Regions from separate parts of the Gossypium hirsutum genome. Here region 2 is linked to region 1. The links are chromatin contacts, called in public Hi-C maps. All regions are on one chromosome and are shown on one strand. Each heading gives the region's core, a stretch centred on a gene start, on an enhancer-like site or on the middle of the called end of the contact. The rest is flanking DNA. Distances are from core to core; before and after follow the strand shown. Region 1 has its middle 11 kb from the start of LOC121217052. Region 2 holds the start of LOC107903888 (protein ECERIFERUM 26-like).

What was found. A called contact is a pair of places that touch in the nucleus more often than the background predicts.
Region 2: a Hi-C map of leaf shows a contact between it and region 1, with 1.5 times the contacts expected there. The contact joins the promoter of LOC107903888 here to the enhancer-like site in region 1. A contact is called at or near these places in 7 of 34 Hi-C or Micro-C datasets (anther, callus, leaf and 1 more).

Annotation. Positions count from the first base shown.
Region 1 is chrD05:50,784,676-50,787,375 of Gossypium_hirsutum_v2.1, reverse strand. No RefSeq gene overlaps it. Among protein-coding and RNA genes, the nearest start is that of LOC121217052, 11 kb to the right of the region's middle. Within about 2 kb of position 1,400, at least 4 of the 9 cell types and tissues checked have an H3K27ac peak or open chromatin away from gene starts, as enhancers often do. A contact at or near this core is called in leaf, where this site is marked.
Region 2 is chrD05:50,910,728-50,913,500 of Gossypium_hirsutum_v2.1, reverse strand. It overlaps LOC107903888 (protein ECERIFERUM 26-like), which reads right to left and starts at 1,255. Exons shown (of 2, transcript XM_016830069.2): 1 at 505-1,255. The coding sequence starts at 939.

The DNA of each region.
Region 1 (2,700 bases), core at 151-2,650:
CCTTTGTTCCATAATTCACCCAAATTTCATGCAAGTACCTATCTAGACGATCGGGACACTTAAATCGTGAATCAACTCGTAACCGAGTTCGCGTCAGTTCAAGCCCACACTCGAAGTAATTTGTGGTACTAGAATAGCGAAGAAGGCTATTCGATTGAAAGTCGCGAATGACAAGTATCCATCTCGCACACAGCACAAGTACTTTTTGGGAAATTTTTATTGTTTTAAATATCACAAACTAGCGCAATTTTCAAATTTTGTATTTTTCCCCGTGAGAAAATTGTTTTCAAACCAGATTTGTTTCCAACTCCATCACAATGCTACTTCATTGTTTTATGAAAAGTGAGCCTTCCATGACCTGTGTATAGTCCAAGACACTTCTGAACACCTATAATTTGATTCAAAATGATTTTAACAAGCTTCTAAAATTATAAAATTTATTTTATCTATTTTCTCTGATTTTATAAAAATATTTTAATATTTAATTTATTAAATAAATTCACGATTTTTTGTCATTGAAGTGTTCTAATGACATTTTCTATCCATTGGTGGTCGAGATGAGTAAAAGTTGTTACACCAGTAAAGCTTGGGCAATTGTCTTGAGCACTACCTCTTTACCATGTGGCGAATGCAACAGATTCTTCCAACTAAAAAAGTGCTTACAGAGACGATCCCGAATGAAAAAGAACACCCGCTTCTTACTCTGCCTAATGAGAGATGGGAGGCCCAATTAACGACTTCGATCAATAGGAGCAAAGACATCCAAAATTGAATGCACCATCTACCTAATATCCAAATGAATATTCGAGTTGAACATGACACTTGACTTCTGCAAATTAATAGTTTGGCCAGTAACGGATTCATAAGTGGCCAAAATACGCTTCACAACACGACATTCCGACTCCTCTACCCAAAAAGGAAAAAATTGTAATCAACGAAGAGTATATGTGAAAATAAAGTAGATAATCACAAATTTAGGAATTCTGATAATCTTTCTCCTAATTTAGTTAGGTTAATGATTAGAAAATAATATTATTTAAGAGAAACTAAATAAGATTTAAGAGAATCAAATGTGAAAAGACTAATAAAAAATTTACTTTGTATGAATTATAATTAATAAAACAATTTATATTCAAACTTTATTGGATGATATACAATTATAAGAATCCGAATTCCAATAATAAATATTTGAAGAGATATTTCTGCATCTACTCTGAATCTACCAAGTATAATAAATTTAATAGCAACATTGTATAATGCTAATCCGAATTAGGATCACTATTCCAACAGATGATTTGATTGACCGATTTTCATGAAAGACATTCGTGACCTAACCTGACACGTACTATTACCCACTAGATTTTTACCACTTTAATAGCAAGAGCCGACTAACTACCAACGAATTAAAGAGGTGCAGATTACGTGGGAGTAGGAACATGTGATATGTGCCCCACGTAGGAACATGTGATATGTGCCTTTCAGGTAAAGGGTGGAGCAGGGATTTCCAAGTGCAACTCAAAATAGATTGTCCCCCTTCTTCCCATGAATTTTATGCTTGAAATTTGGAATCATTCTTGTTGCGTTCGGGTTTTCTTTTGTACAGTGCTTTAAGCTTTCCACATCCACATTTGAAGGAAACAACAAAAGTTTAGCTTAGGTTAATATGGTGTTACTTTTTTTTTTGTACATAGGTAAATACGGTAATATTATGCATAAGATTGCATGGTATGAATATAATATATGCATAATGATTTATTTGATCCTCTAATTTTATAAAAAATTATTTTAATTTTTCATTTAATTTTTCTATTTGAATTGTTTGTTAAATCATTCTTAAATGGATAAAAAATTAACGTTTGTTAAATTTGCTATTGTAGCATCTACATGTATGCCATGTAGAGGTGCTTGTGGGACGGGCCAGGCCAGGCTCAACTAAAAATTCAGGTCCATTTATTAGGCTCGGCCTGAAAAATGGGCCTAAAATTTTGCCCAAGCTGGACTCGGATAAAAATGATAAAATCCGAGCTCGACCCGGCCCGCCTGTATTAATTTTTATATTATTTTTATATAATTTTTAAATATATATAATACATCAAAAATACTAAAAATATCAAAATAATAATTTCTCAAAAAATTGAAAATAAATTTTAAAAAATATGTAGAATTAAATAACACTAATATAAATGCAACTTAACAAACAAATGCCTCTAAAATAATAACGAAATTAACAAATGCCTTTAAAATAATAACAAAATTAACAATAAAATAAGTTTTATACAATATTCAAACAATAACAACAAAATAGTAGCAACATAATAGCAAAATGGTAGAAAAATATGGAGAAAACAACAAGAAAATAATATTAAAAAAAAGAGCAGATTTTTTTGTCCTTTAGTGAATTCAGGCCAGATCCGGGCCAAAAAAGCCTTACCCGAGGCTCGACCCGTTTTTAAACGACCTTATTTTTTGTCCAAGCCCATTTTTCGGGCCTATATTTTTGCCCAAACACTCCCACATTTCGAGCAGGCCTTCGGGCCGGGCCGGGTGGCCCAACCCATGATCAGGTCTAAATGCCACGTAAGCAATTAATTAATTTTTTAAATATTATAAATACTTTTAATATTTTTTATACTTTTTACATAATTTAAAATTTTAAAATTTTTCTAATTTTTAAATTTTAAAAATCAATTAATTACTGAT
Region 2 (2,773 bases), core at 6-2,505, 130 kb before region 1:
GAATACACACATAAACATTTAATTTACCATTTCAACTAAAACTTTATTTATTTTTTCATATAAATATTTTGAAAATATATATTTTTAAATATATAGTATATTTGGTACGCAAAATTTAGTGTCACGAATCAAAGACAAAAATTCAGTTAAATAGATTACAAAATTAGGGATACTTTTTGGTATTTTTCATGATTAATACTTGAAATTCATGATTACTCCTTTAGAAAAATAACCACCAAAAAAAAATATTATAAGCATAAAGTATAGAGGAAAAAATTTTCTTTTCTCACCATATAGTCAGCCAAAGATAATCTAGTTTTATCTTAATATAATCGTAAAGTGATTTAATATTGTTTAAAGAAAATCGCCTTTTGAGCTTTAGGTAAGTTGATATTGTAAATATTGTATTAGTAAAGCGACTTAAATGTTTTTTTTTCCGATTTAAATATATATATATATATTTTAATTTAAAGGTTGAGATGAATTTTGGTAGAAAAAGGATACCTGCAAGTAAACTAAAGGAGAAAAGGACAACTCAGGGCCGATGGCTCGATGATAAACAAGCAAATTCCTCTTAGAATCGTCGTCAGTTTCAAGCCATTCATCCACAGTTTCATCGCAAACACCTTCCACGAACCTTATGCCGCAGTCATTACACTTTATGTACGGTCGACCCGAAGACTCCGACCGCTTGATCCGCCCACAGGTGATGTAGTAATCGTTAAGCAAGTAAAACATGGCTTCTTTCATGTTCATGATAGTTAGCCCTTCCACTGCATGGCTGGAAAAGAAGTAGACCGCTTTGAGGTAATGGAGTTTCATGGTCAAGTCCAGGCCGCTTAGGTCATGAACCACGTCCGAACCGGTGACACAACCTGGTCCAACCGATGAGAGCCTAAGGTTATAGACAAGATCATGGTCTTGTTGGGGGGGAACCATGGTTTGCTTTCAAACTTGACTACTGGGAGATGGAACTGAAACTATGGTTGGAAATTTTATGGTTTTCCGAAATGGGGGTTTTGGGGTTTATAAATTGGTTCTTCAATCATGACCGGTGGGTGAGTTAAAGGGAAACATTTAATTGGGTCATTTTCATTTATTTGTTCTTGTTGGATGTAAAGCAGCTGGATACTTCGACTCTGCATTAAATCTTCATTGGTTTGAAATGGGAATTCACTCAATTACTAACCAGATTTGAGAAGATTATTAGCGTAGGGTAGAGGAAAAGATTGCTCTTATATATGGGTATTTCTTGGGGATTTGGTTAGACTTGCCCATAATATTAGCCTTATATATTTACGTCACGTTCAAATAAATACATTTATTAAAAAATTATATAAAAATTAAATTAAGTTTTGACTAAAATAAAAGTTGACGTTTTAAAATTTTTAATGTTTTAAAGTTAAAATTTCATTATATGTGAGTATTTATTGATTTGTCAAAATTTAAAAAGATAAAAATATTATTATAATTATATAACTTATTTTATAAAAAGAAATAATTTTTAATCAATTTTCAATAAAATTGGTACTCGATTGCAGGGGCATAGTTAGGGGGCTGGCAGGGGTCCTGGCCCCTCCTAAAAAGAAAAAAATTTCATTGAGGCTCTTTAAAATTTTAAATTAACAAAGATAAAATTATACTTTGCCCCCTAAAATGATAAAAATTTAATTTAATCCTTTAAAATTTTAAAAAATATAGATTATTAAAATGGTGAAATTATATTTTTACTATCGTAAAAATTACAATTAATTTCAGCCCTCTAAAAATTTTTCTAACTGTACTCGATTGACTTATGATACCAACAGATTTTAAGTATAATACATATTTATCTAAATTTTATCCATTCAATATACGAGCTTCAAGTTTTGTTTAAATGTGTAAATTGTTAATCCAATTTTATTTAGATTTATATTGTTTTCTAATTCTTTTAAAATATGTTATCTTTATTTTATTTAACATTTAACAATTTTATATAATTTTGTTTTTAATTATAATTACACTTAATACATCTTTAACTAAAATTACAATTAGAGAAAGGAAATTACAGTTACAATAAATAAATCTTTATGCCTACAACCAAAATCAATTATTACAATGTAAAAACAAACATAGAGTACTTAAATCAAAATAAATTTGGATAAAATTCAAATATGATAGTACTTAAACTAGAATAAAATCTAGATTGAGAACTTACATATAATATTTATGTTTGGTGGAACTCATAAGATCTAAAATTTCACAAGACTTGAATCATACTATTGAGCCAGGGCCTCAACTATTATTATTGGTACCATCTCCACTGATATATTAATGAATTGTTTTTTATATAATGTATAGAATTACTCATAGTCTTTCCTTAACTTTTAAATAGGAGGTTAAATATATTTCAGCGTATTCGAACTCACGTTCTTTTGCACTGACAACAATGTCATGCCAATAGAACTAAGACTCAATCAACATATTAATGAATTGTTAAAATAAATACTTATCATTTAATCATTACATATAATGAATAGTTTTATTTTTTTAAATATATTCAGTTGACATTATTTGAATACTAAAATTTCATCGTACTCATTTCCTGAATGGAGAAAAAAAATATATTTTAAAAAAATAATAATGTTATTATATAAAAGATTGAAAATTGAAAATAAAAAAATAAATGAAAAATGAGAAAAAAAGTTATTTATTATTATTATTATTTTGGTAAATGAAAAGCTACAAGGTAAATTTATTTAAATATGCTAAAAAAAATAAAATTGATAAAGTA